Regions from separate parts of the Mus musculus genome. Here region 2 is linked to region 1. Evidence: chromatin contacts called from public HiCAR-type data. All regions are on one chromosome and are shown on one strand. Each heading gives the region's core, a stretch centred on a gene start, on an enhancer-like site or on the middle of the called end of the contact. The rest is flanking DNA. Distances are from core to core; before and after follow the strand shown.

What was found. HiCAR-type assays count read pairs that join an accessible place to other places.
Region 2: a contact with region 1 is called in a HiCAR-type map of astrocytes, with 3 times the contacts expected there. The contact joins the promoter of Slc26a7 here to the promoter of Gem in region 1. A contact is called at or near these places in 1 of 39 promoter capture datasets (hippocampal neurons) and 1 of 115 datasets of contacts at active chromatin or transcription factors (astrocytes).

What each region holds. Positions count from the first base shown.
Region 1 is chr4:11,701,833-11,708,829 of GRCm38.p6, reverse strand. It overlaps Gem (GTP binding protein (gene overexpressed in skeletal muscle)), which reads right to left and starts at 4,383. Exons shown (of 5, transcript NM_010276.4): 1 at 4,264-4,383; 2 at 2,589-2,925. The coding sequence starts at 2,916.
Region 2 is chr4:14,619,773-14,626,287 of GRCm38.p6, reverse strand. Slc26a7 (solute carrier family 26, member 7) reads left to right here and starts at 4,510. Exons shown (of 19, transcript NM_145947.2): 1 at 4,510-4,599; 2 at 4,864-5,096. The coding sequence starts at 4,904. It also overlaps a transcript of Lrrc69 not described here.

The DNA of each region.
Region 1 (6,997 bases), core at 3,134-5,633:
CCGTCATATCCTGGCTTGTTTTCCAATGGGTGTATATCTGACCTCCATTGCAGATTGTGAGATGCTAAGGGAAAACTCCAGGGCTCTGCATGTGCCTTCTACTCCCACTGTGCCTCACCAAGGGCTGTGCTACATGTTCAGTAATGACTTAGAAATGAATGGATCAATGAATGGATGAATGGGTGGATGTACAGCTGGAATTAACTATGCACAGAGAATCATATGACTGTTGCAACAGGCTGGAAGAACATCCATCTTTATTAGGAGAAATGGTGGAGAAGACTATCATGTACATTCCCCCTGGTAAATAAATGCTGAAAGGAAAAAGATAAAGCCAATGCACGGGTGTGCTTTGGAAAACCTTCCTCTGGGGAAAAATAAAGCTTACACGTCGATGTGAATGACTTCTGATGCACTTCTAAAGCAAGTGAATGTAGCCGACTCACAGAGGATGTGCAACAGTGGATGGATCCATCACTGAGAAGTTTCTCAATATCAGATGCTCAGTCTAGTCGCAGTTAAGGAAGAGTGCCATCCCTGTCTCTCTCCAAAGAAGTTTCCTACTTTTCCCTCTTCCAGTTGCATATAAGTCCCATTGCTTTATGCCTATTGGGTATTGCCCTCTGAATAGATACCACCCCTTCTAATGGGCAAACTATTCTACTGGGCCTATTGTCCACTAACTTTTCAACTCCTCCCTCTTTAAACAAACAAAACAATCCTGCCCCTCTGTCAGCATCATTACAGTTAGAGCAGTTATTATGCTTCTCAGTACTTGCTAATGCCACCATGTTCTCAGTTACACTCGGTGGCTCTGAGTGCCTCACCACTCAGCCGCCACTGGGTACCCAAAGTCTACATGGTGCTGACCCGTGTGCTGTGTACTTAACAGCATTTGAAAGTTAGATCCAGAGGACAGTAAAAGAAAGTGGGTTTTTGGTTAAACCACAAGCAGGTTTGGATGCCAGCCCTAGGAGCCACTTAGCTCTGTCAGCCTCCAGCCCTGTAGAGATACTGACATGTACTATCTAGAGAACATTAGGAAGGGACACACAGAGCACAGGACCCAGGCTAGTCGAAGGAGTGTAAAGCAGCAACAACATAAGATCCTAAAACCCCAGCCTCTACACCCAGCTTCCCGGAAGGGCGGGTCTCCATCTGCCAATCATCCTCCCCAAGACCCTGTTCATGCATGGGCATAGGAATTCTGAAAGGACTGAAATAAACATCAGCAACCACGAGGCACTTCAGGAAGGCCCCTCCCACTAGGCACGCCCATTCTGAGTATTATCTCCTTCCTCCTTCGCTGTCTTCTAGCACCCAGTGGCCCATACAAAGAGCAAAGCAACTGCACAAGGCCAGCCCTGTTTCTCCTTGACTCTGAGATTCTGAAAGTGGGGAAAGGAATGGATGCTATATCAGGGAGCCATCAGGGAGCCATCATTCATGGCCCGCAGTCCCTGAGCTGCCTCTTGAAGCACTAACTCCCTAACACCAAGACAGCTGAGGAGAATTAACCCTTTCCATGAAATGGGCTGTTGTAGTGAGGAGTAAGATTTGCACACGTTGAATAGAGAGAAATGAGACGCCACTAAGCCATCTTTCCCGAGCTTACTCCTCTCATTTTAACTGAAAGTGGGGACAGACACTGAACAATCCTCCCTCCATTTCTACAGCTGTAATTAGGGGGTGCAGCTGTTCCAGGTACATATACTGATGTTGGAGCTCTAGCTGAAGGACATTGTATGACAACAACTGGCTACCCAGTTGTAATTTCCACCCCAGAATATTAAAAAGCTACCACCTGTTGTTGTGTATGTATGTTTGTACAAAGTGGGTCTAGAAATAGGTAAGAATTAAATAAATAAATCCTGGAAATAGGTCATATACAGAAAATCATCTGGAGACCTGTCAGGCTCTATGCAGGGCATTTATCACCATCTTCATAGCTCAGTTTTTTAAGTTATTATGCTACTTCAAGTACAGCATTTGACCTACTTACACTTGCAAATGCTTCTAATGTTAGTGGAAGCACACTAATCGATCCACTCTAGCAGGTTTCTTTCCCTTCCAAATCGGTTCGGTTTTATGCATAGTCACAGAAAACGTTCCAGTAGTGAACTCTCCAAAACCAGTCCAGGGTCAAGTCAGCCTTCTTGGACCCCTCAGACCTGACCTTCAGAAAGCCCCTTGATAACTTGGGTCAACAGATTTGGTCCTGCGTACATGTATTCCTCCTGTCTTGTCTTTTTTTGTGCTTGAGGCTTTGTGCCAGCAGTTAGGCCTCTGTCACCATCTCAGTATTGAGAAGGTATAGGTTCTCCTAATCCTAAAGATACATTTTGTTTCAATTTGTTGTTTTTTTTTTTTTTTTTTGAGACAGAATCACATAGCCCAGGTTAGCCTCAAACTCTTTTTGTATCTGAAGATGACCTTGAGTTCCTAGCCCTTCTGCTTCTTCCTTCCTGGTGCTGGGATTGCAAGTGTGTACCATTATGCCTGGCTCCCAATTCTGCAGAAAAAATGACCCACTCCCTCTCACTCTTTCTGCTTACAAGACAGAAGCCCACCGGGGCTGGGCCACCTACCTCCCAAGACCTCACAGTCGCTGTCCATGCTGTCATGCACACCTGCAAAGATGTTGGCCAGGGTGGACTTGCCCACTCCTTGCTCCCCTATAAGCACTACTCGGTAGTAGGTGTTTCCAGACTCAGAAGAGATGACCGAGTCTGTGGAGTCGGACGACCAGCTCCGCCGGCAGTGCTCTTCCGGAGCAGTAGAGTGGCGGTTTCGGAGGTTGCAGGGGTGGGGATCCTTCTGGACCATCAGATGCCTGGCATCAGCAGGGATACTCCAGCGCTGCTGTGGCTGCATGCCCACAGTGCCTTGGCGCATGGTGACATTATTCAGAGTCATTGCGGGATCCTAGGAATCAGAGCAGTAAAGATGGCAATATGATTAAGAATGAGCCAGGCCCAGGGGCGCTCAACACAGTTGTCTTTGGTGCTTCATTTGATGGGTATGAATTCTTAATGTAAGAATCAACCACTAAACTGTCCCTAAGCCTAGAAAGCAAAATTTTCAACAACAACAACAACACACACACACACACTCAGTAACTAGCTTCTCAATCAGGCTGTCGTTTGTAGTAGCAGTAACACCATCCATCCATTGCCCATAAGCTCCCTCTGTCCTTAAAGGAGCTTTGGAAATCCCACCGGGAGTTGGCACAGAGGCAGCTGGAAGGAACCCATTGCCTCCAGAAATGACATTACCATCAGCAACAAGTTAGAGCTGCTGGGCACCAGCTGGCCAGGTTAACTGTTCTTGTCTAAACATGGCTCTTAATTGCCCCCGCATCCTGCAGTCTTGAGCCTCAGTGGGAAACACGCGGCAATGACATCACTCCCCTGGCTGGACTGGACAGGCACTTTGGGGGAACTTCCATGTTTAGTAAGGTTGCCCTGATGTCCTCCAGCTGCCTGACTGAAGAGGCCGTTATTTGGGGAGTGGGACAGTTTCTGTTTGAGTGCTATGCCTCAGCTCTACCCTCTTATCTACAGAAACTGTTTAGCGTAGCAGCCCTGAGGCTGGTTCTTCTGAGAGGGGAAGGACCTGCTCACATTCAGACACATCACACTTGTACAAAAAGGGCTTCATTCTTAAGGAACGTCGTCCACTCCATGATTTTTTTACTGTATATAATTATTTATTTTAAAAATTGCACCTTTCTGACGTAAATTAGAAGATCAGAGACTCAGTGAAAAGCCACTCAACAACTTCCTACAACTTTTTCCTTGCAAGACTGCCTTGCCTGACAGGCAGTCTGTTCTGCCAAGACTGCCCGAGATAACCGCTCTATGGTTTTTAACTCAGCAAGCTCCCCGCGTGAGCGCAAGGATCACGCTCAGCTCACACACCCTACTCCATACATCACACCTATGCCACGATCCAGAACCAGCCGGTTTCTTTTTAAGTCTTAAAAACAGTCCCTGGGTTGACAGACTTGCGACAGCAGACCTTGAAGTCTGCCGCCTGGCCACCTAATCTGTAAGGTGACACTCCTCCGAAATTGAATTTAGAAACCCCCATCAGAAGCGCATCCTTTGCGCCTGAACTTCTTTCTCCCACGGCAGAACCCCCGGTACAGACCTAGGGAGTCTAGGGACTGGCTGCCTTCCTAACTTAAAAAGTTCGGAGACCAGGAACGCCCCTTCCCACAGAGGCTCCCACTGGGACTGCCCCTCAGCCATGGCCCCTTACTTGGCTGCACTGGGCGCTGGGTGGGCGTCTGCCGTCGATCCGCCTGCTGCAACGCCTGACGTCTGCGATGCGGGCTCCGCAGTCCGAGGCTGTGTGATGTCCGCTGGCAGTGCCGCCTCCTGAAGCCTCCGCTGCCCGCCGCCGTTTATAGCGCGCCCGGCAGCCCCGCGACGGGGCTTTTCCGTGACGTCAGCGCTCCCGCCGGGAGGGGGCGGCTCTGCAGCAAACTGAGTTGCAGCCACTTGGCTAAATCAGTTACTCGTAGTCATGTGACTCCCCTATCCCCTTGAGGGGAGTGAGGGAGAAAAAAAATGACAGTTCAATCGTTGATTTTGTTTTATTTTCTTTTTATCAGGTGGACACTGGAAAAATACACTTAGTGCTACTTAATCGCCCTTCCCAGCAGAGCACTTGTAAGCTGTCTGAATAAAGGATGAGGAAAGAAACAGGCCCAAGCCGCGAGTCCAGCTTTGCCAAGAAAACAGATCCGTCTGAGTGAGCGGGACTCCGGCCTCCAGGATGAGGCTACAGCCACCCTGAGTGGACAGACCACCTTCAGAGCATGCTCTGAGAAGCAACCAGGCCCTTCCTGCTTCCTGACTTCTTATCTCTGACTTGGGACATACTGCTTTGTTTCCTTCTTCTGGAAGAGATCCAAAAGAGAAGAGTCGGAGGAAAGAGTAGGGGATCTTGAAAAGGGGCAGGTTGGCTCCAAGCAGCTTGTGCTAAACACTGCCATCCCCCTGTTTTGGCCACAATGCTGAATCTCCTCCATCAGAAATTTAATCACACCCCAATCAGCGCATCTCAGAACCGAGCTGCTCAGCATGGCTGGAACTTTGGCCTAGAGCCAGGACTTCCCAGCCATGGGGAGATACAAGGAGGCTCAATCCCCTGAGAGAGCCCTACTGCTTCTATCATTTGCTAAGATTTGCAAAGACCTGTGGTTCTGGTGGGCCTGGAGAACCTTGCCCTTACTACAGTTGTGGATTGAGAACAAGAGGCCCTGCAATGAAACCTGCCTTAAGTACATTTTAAACTGCACTGCTAAGTGACCTCTTCCCCAGGACATGGGTATTTCCCGGGGACGTGGGCATTTCCCACATGCTGTGTTTAGAGTCCATGCTAGCCTTTCCAACACATCCATCTGCTTCTCCAGCCAGCTTCTGCTGTGGGTTGGCTGGCGGCCCCTCGGGAAGCAGCCAGCACCAGTGTCTATTGGAGTGGCTGGGCTGCTCTGTGGTTACAACGGTGTCACGAAGGCATCTATGCGATTTGGGAATTATCCAAGTGACCAGCTGCACCTCAGGTCTGTCAGGGACCAAGCTGGCAAAGGTAGAATCCACCAAATAAGAAAGATGGAGAGTGCCTTAGTCTCAAAGGCAGAGCCCCAAATTTATTTATGCACAAGGAAGATAAGAGCCAGAGCCAGAATAGACTATAGTTTGGCCACTCAGGAAGACTTTAGGTGGCCAAACTAAAGTCTATTCTGGGTACCATAAAGCTCTGGATACGGCTCTTCACCAGCCACGTTTTTCCTCAATGTTAACACGGTGGGAAGGGACACGGATGTAGAAAGAAAATGAGGAAAAAGGACTGGGGGGGGGGGGGAGAAGAAAGATGGAAACAATGAGGGAGATGATGGAGAAGGAAGGAGGGGCAGGGAGACAACTACCCAACTGTGAATACGTCTCTGAGGAGAGGCATTTCCACGCAGATATCCACATTTCCTCCCAGGTCTATTGCTCTGGCGACTGTTCTCAACAGAAACACTGTGGTGTCTGTAAGCAAATCACACCATCTCTTAATCCTACTTCTTCACACTGATAAGAATCTCACATTGGGGGATGGGGTAATGGCACATAATTTAAAATAAATTTAAAAAAATAAAAAAGGAGTAGCAAGAAGCTCACATTGGGGAGCTGTGAAGATTGCTCAGTGGGAACGTGCTGCTAAGCGAGCACAGGACCTGAGTTCAGACCCTTGGCACTTACACAGAAACCAGGCATCGGCCACAGGAATGAAGCTGCAGTGCTGGACTGCAGGACAGAGATGAGCAGAGACCAGCGCTGGCCAGCCTAGGGAATGACAGGTGAGGGAAAGACTCTGATTTATAAAACAAAGTGAAAAGCAACAGAAAACATCCAAACAGTCCCCTTCTGGCCTCTAACCATCATGCAGAGGCAAGCACACAGGCAAGCACACACACACACACACACACACACACACACACACACACACACACATACACACACACACACACACACACACACACACACGAACACACACACACACACGCACACACACGAGCCTCACATTAATACTATAACTGTGTGTCTGGGCAGTATCTTGAACTGTTTCCATTGGCATACGTAAAACACTCCCAAAAATGTAAAGGGTGGAGGGCTCATTCCAACCTTCACATTTTTTTTTTTTTTTTTTTTGGAAAGAGGAGGTACAAAAATGATATGTTTAAAGAAAAGAGTCTGCCTTTCTAAATTGTCCCACAAGAAGCCAGACGCTGACAAATGAGAAAATAGTGATGTAAAACAGGTTCCAACCGACTGATAAGTGAAAATTTAGAGAGAAAAAAAAACACACCTGCAAAGCACAATTGAGAGTCAAATTCTATCAGAGGCCCAAGTAGCCTACCCAGGATGCCAGCTCCTAGACCCATCTGAGGGTCTGAAACTGCACAGGAAAGGCAGAGTCACGGCGTCTGTGCAAGTAGCAA
Region 2 (6,515 bases), core at 3,261-5,760, 2.9 Mb before region 1:
TTTTTTTCTTGCATGCAATGGCTGGAAGAGGATATCAGTTGTCCTGATTTAGACAGGGTCTGTCTTTGAACTTGAAGCTAGGTCAGAGGTGAGAAACTTCAGTGATCTTCCTAACTTTTTCTTCCTATAGCACCAGGGCTATAACCACAGTTGTCACATAATACAAAATAATGGCAGAATGAAAAGAAAATAAGGAAAACAAACAGGTTGGCAAGTTCTATTTAATTAAAGATGTCTAGTTAAGCGTGTCAGTGATCATTCTTGTCATCAGTTTTGCTCATTGTTTTCGAGCTCACTCACTGTTGGACTGGCTGGTTATGAGAAAACATTGCAGAATTCAGGACTGCAATTCACATATGTATGTTATGGTATTTAGGAAATGAACAGCTCCTAGGAAAGATAAAGAACTATATTCAGAAATTATAGCATTGAATGAATTGAGCAGGAAAGTGAGAGTCTGTAATATAGTTCAGAAGTTAGGATAAACAGCAATGAGTAGAACTCTGAAATAGTGGGTCTTGGCTTACCAATTAGGTAAAAAAAATGTTCTAGTAGTCAGGTCCAAACATTAGAAGAGGTTGTTTTTCTAAGCTTAGGCAAATTAAAACTAAATTTGGGTTAAAGGGTTATGCCAATCTGTGTAAAGTTTGCATTAGTTAGAAGATGGTACCGAGTTTAATTGACATAATAAAAGCTTGCCCATATGTGGATGCATTGCAGTGCTGGCTGTATGGTTTAGTGAATGGTTTCATTCCTGCTTCATCTTTCTCTAGCAGATCGAGCCTTGTGCTCTGTCTTTTCATTAGAAGTATTCTAGGAGCTGAAGGGGTCTGCAACCGAGCTAACCAGTACCCCAGAGCTTGTGTCACTAGCTGCATATGTAGCAGAAGATGGCCTAGTCGGCTATCATTGGGAAGGGAGGCTCCTTGGTCTTGCAAACTTTATATGCCTCAGTACAGGAGAACACCAGGGCCAAGAAGTGGGAGTGGGAGGGTAGGAGAGCAGGGCACGGGGGTGGGGAGGGTATAGGGGATTTTCAGGATAGCATTTGAAATGTAAATGAAGAAAATATCTAATAAAAAATTGAAAAAAAGAGAAAAGTTAAAAAAAAAAAAGAAATACTGTATACCAACCTCATGTGGTAGACATGAGTTAGAAACTGCTGTGGGCCATGCTTTGTGAGTCTGTGTTTCCAGTATCACTTGGATAGGCATCTATCAGTGCTTCTGGTGCTCCTTCCCTGCACAGGTGAGGCACCATGCTGAAATCAAATTTCATATGCCAATCTTTACGTATGTCTCTCAAAACCCAGGGAACGTGATCCAGTTTATAGCCAGCTTAATATTTCTCAAAAGACTCTGACCTCACTCAAGCCTGGCCCGGTTCCCTTATATGTCATAACGGCTTTGAGTGTGCTCAATGCCAGCCCCCCACCCTGCGAAGTCTCCAGCCAGGAGGGATGCTGCGTCACTTGTGCCTTCCCCCTCTGTGCACGTCCCATTCAGTTTTTCCTTCTCAACAATCCAGCTTCTATACTATAAAGAAAAGGACTGTGTTAAAAACAAGAACATTTCTTAGATTTTGAAAGGGCAAGGAAGAGTTGAGCAAGCAAAGACAAAAGCTCTCCCTATTTTTTTTTCACTTGTTTTCTCTCTGCTCTACTATCTCTATGCTTTTAGAGCACAGTGTGGCAGTTATGCTGCAACAGGCTAAGTGATCCTTGAGCCATTGTAGGAGGGCTATTGTATTCATCACTATCTAGTGGGTGATATGTCTGTAGTTTCTTCCAGTTGATCATAAGGAAAAAAGAAAATGATATGAATAAGCCCTATTTATAAAGAATTTACACTATGAGTGAGTCAGAAGAAAATTGTAAGATGAAGATGTAAAGCCAGGAGGGAAAAAAAATCATGAAAATGACTTCAGCTCTCTATCTGTGAAGGCTACTTGAATACTAACCCTGTAACAGGAACAGAATGCTGTGGAGCCAGGGAAGTGTTCATGGAAGATGTAGATTTTCATAAAAGCTCGTCCATATGTGGATGAATCTCAATGCTGGCAGTAAAAGATGTGATGTCAGTACATGGCAGGTCATTAACTCTTTCTTGCTGGAACACAAGTGTCTGGGCAGGATGGGATGAATTTGCCCTCAATGTTAATGAAATTCCCCTGTTCCTTAGCATCCAACTCTTTCTGTGTGACTTCATTATTAATTTACCTTCCCCCCCCCCCCGATAGAATGTTAGTTATACCTTTTTCCATTTCCTTCATTAAGTATCTCCTAAAGCATATGTAATACCTACACTCTCCTTCCTTTCCTCCTTCGCAGTGACCGATTAATGCGCACTTGTTGGGGGAGAGTTCATGATGAGCTAGTTGGGAGCAGCAGGCAGGACAGGAGAATTCCATTGTTTTTGTTAATAGGTTGGAATTTAACGGAGGTTACAGAAATTTACACATGTTAATGATGTCATTCAAATGATGTTTTAGGAAGAAGAGCTGTCCTGTTGGTCCATATCTGAAGGAGAAGACATTCAGAAAATCTTGTGATGTCTGTAGGTGCTCGCTGGACATTCAGGGAAGAGATGGCCCATATGGGTGGTATATAGTATTGAACATCAAAGTACCTTCAGTCACTGAAACTTTCAAATAAATGTTATTACTCCTGAATTTTATGCACTGGCCTAGTCATTTTGAGAATTTCATGTGTGTGAAGAAATTCCTCATAAAGCTCTCTTTGTTTGGCATTACTGATTACAAATAAGACTGATACTGTGCTGTGGAGCGAGGTTTAGACAGGCTTTAAATAGTGTTGGCTTGGAAAGATATGGAAGTTGAGCTCCAGATTTAAACGTTAGGATTTTTAGGAAACATTTATTCTCTTAGGAACTGTCTGGTGAGCCATTCAGTTTCTCTCTCTCTCTCTCTTCAGCCTAGGTTTGAATTCTTTTAAATTTCATGTTTATCTTAGGAAACTAACACACAATGAGTATGTACATAATTTTTGACTTTTGTGCACACATGCACTAAAGGGAGAGACTGCCACACAGGAAGGAAAGCCAGCCTACAGTTTCTTACTGTGTGCATTTGCAATTATCTCCTCAGGCTATTTTTAGATCACACAATAAGTTTAAAATGCTACCATTTGCAGCTTCCTCTCTGAAATAGATTCTTCCCCTCTCCTTCTCCCTCTTTGTTTGCTAGGGAGTGAACCAAGGGCTTCATGCATGGTAGGCAGTAGCTATTCCACTGAATTTCATCTCAGCCATAAGACTCCTCTACTAACCTTTAGCTTGACCCTGAGTTAGAAATATATTGAAGTGTTAGAAATGTCATGTCATGAAAATAACAGAGAAATACAGAAAAAAAATCTCACACATTCATATAAATGTATATCTCTAGATCTATTTAGGATTCATGGAGTTTGAAAAAAAAGTATTGCCAAGTATTACATATGTTACAAGCAAGGGACATATTTTTGAAGTTGAGAAAGTAGCTCTTTCTCTTAATGTAATTAATGGGAAAAACACAGCAGGAATCCTGTGGAGAATAAAGGGTCTAAGTTCTTACTGTTGTAATAGCTTCCAGCATCTGATGTCTAGTCTCTGGACAAACGGACATTAGAAAGCACTGTAAATAACTACATGCTTGCTTTTCTTTCTTCTGGCTTCACGGTTTTAGTTAGAATATTGGTTTTTGGGGTTAATTCCAATGGTTCAGACCATAATACAGACTTATTCTTCTGGAGGCTGTGGGAAATAATACTATAATAAAATCTTTGACAGTCTATTCTGTTATAAATGTAACACTAGCTTTTAAAAGAATGCTCTACTAAAAGTTATATCAACAAAAATACTATTACACACATACACACACATGTGCACGCACGTGCACACACCCGTGCCGCTTCAAACAATAGTTTTAATGATACTGAATTTCTCAATAAATTTTATTTACAATGACATAAGTGTGTTAATTAAAAACATAGAGAAACAATCAGTAAAAAGTGAATGAGCAGAGACAGGAAGAAAAATAAACTCTAGCCACAAATATTTGCTCATTGTGATACTTAAATCCTTAGCCCAGGAGATGAAATTTCAGTTTGTTTATAAGAACTAGCTAGTCCTTTCTCAGATGGCACAGTGGTTATCTGAATGTTTTTTCTATGAATGAAAACTTCATATTCCAGAGAATAGAATGACAAGGACTCATGTAGTCCCCTATCATGTTTCCGACTTTTATGGAATTGGCAATTTTTAGTGATGTTGGAAATATATACCTCACAAAGAAGTGTGGCTGTAGCATATTCTTTACAGAAAATCCTCTGGCAGTCGGGACTTCGCTTCTGCTTGTAGGAGACGCTGGGCTGGCTGGATCCTTCCTGGTTTCATTAGCATAGCCCAGCCCACTTCCACCACACGCCCAGAACTACCTCATTAACCATTGGGAATGCAGCCAAAAACATAAGACGACAGTGAATATAAAGGGAATTACTGGCAAGGGAGCTGTAACTATCTCACCACCGAACCTATTACTTTTCCAAGTTCAGAAAAGTATTACATGAACAGAAACCATTCCTTATTCAGATAAGAATTTAAGGTTTGAGTCTATAATTTTTATCTAGAATAATTAGCTGAACCACAGTAAGGCATACAGCTCAGTTGCATCCATTCGTGTTTCTGTTTCTCTCTCTCTCTCTCTCTCTCTCTCTCTCTCTCTCTCTCTCTCTCTCTCTCTCTCTCTCTCTCTCACATTTATTTTCTGGATAGCTTTGACATTGTAAACCACAGACGATTTGGAGCCTGGCATCGAAAGGAGGTGTTCTCCAACGATTTTTTTTTTTTCTCTCTCCCTTGCTTGAAGAAGTTGACTACTACAGGAGGGAATCTGAAAATCTGAAAAAATGACGGGAGCAAAGAGGAAAAAGAGAAGCGTGCTGTGGGGCAAGATGCACACCCCCCACCGAGAAGACATTAAGCAGTGGTGTAAGAGGCGCCTACCTATCTTGGAATGGGCACCGCAGTACAATCTGAAGGAAAACCTGCTTCCAGACACTGTGTCTGGGATAATGTTGGCAGTTCAACAGGTGGCACAAGGTAAGTGTGCATTTGGGTTTACAGTCTTCTGCAGAGTGGATGTCACTTTGCTTCTTGGATGGGGATTATGTTTGAGGGGTGACAGTGTAGCTAGTGAAGCAGACTTAATAAAATGGTTACTAATTTTAGGAAAATAAGCAGAGTAGATGTTTCTGTGTGTGATTTTCCTAATTGCTTTTAAAATTACTTGGCTTTTTTCTACCCCTGGCTAGGAGTTAAGCAATTAAGCAGTAACCCTTGAATGGAATTACATATTTTGCAATGTTAAATTTCATATTGGTTCAGAGTAATGGATCAGTGATTGTGAGAAATGAGCTTTTATGATTTCACTGTGCTGACATAATTTCCCACCTTCATCAAATCAAGCTATAAAACATTTCCTGTCCTGAATACAATTGCTCATGAGCCCAGTTAGCAGCACACAGTTACAGTTACCTGCTGTAGCCATGGGACTTGCTATAGCAGAGAACAAAGCTTTTTGTGCATGAAGGAGGCTTATTGCCAAGATCACTACTTGCAAAGCGAAGAATCCTGCATCCTCAGAGCTTGTGTGGACTGCACTGTGCGTGTTTAATTCTGAGGTGCAGTCCCCACAGAACTCGTGTCTCAGTGAGAAATATAACATGGTAAAACATCCCCAGAACAGATTTTTAAAAATGACACTCGTGTGTGTGTGTGTGTGTGTGTGTGTGTGTGTGTGTGTGTGTGTGTATGTGTACCTCCTTTCCTTAAAGGTATGTCCACACGAGTTTTGGCTGATTCAGGTAGTAATGTTCTACCTGTAGCCAGAAAAGGAACTGATTTCTCAACTTCCCAGCTTTAAAGGTTTGGAACAGCTTTCTTGGCAAAGACTCCTAGTGATTATATTTCCATGCAGTCTCACTACCTCCCTGGCTTTAACTATTATTTCTTCTGTTCAATTATAAGTATGCTTTTAATGAAATTATTCTGTAGCTGGAACAAACTGGTTTGTGAATTTGTGTTTTCAGTCTGATTAGGAACATCTGCATGGGTGGGGGGTTTAAGATCCACAGTGCTATCTTTATGGAATACAATTTTACTGCTTAACTCTGTGTTGTATTTTTAATGACCATTTTGCCAATAGCAAAAGTATAGTAATCTTTAAAAAATAAAAAAGTAATAACAGACCTGGGGCATCCCCAGCCTTTCTTTTATTTGACTTTAAATTCCAGATGAAACATCCTATGTCATTTGAAAATTTAGCTGATGGACTTAAGCAAGTTTTCTGTCCCCAGATGTTTAGTTTCACCATATCCCATAAATTTATTTTGCTGTTATTTAATATAAAATAAAAGTGGAATAATTACGATTTTAGCAGTAGTTGTCTTTTTATGTTTGAAAAGCACCCAGTAGCCAAGAGCATCCGGGAATGCGATACAGCTCCCTTAGGCTCGTCAC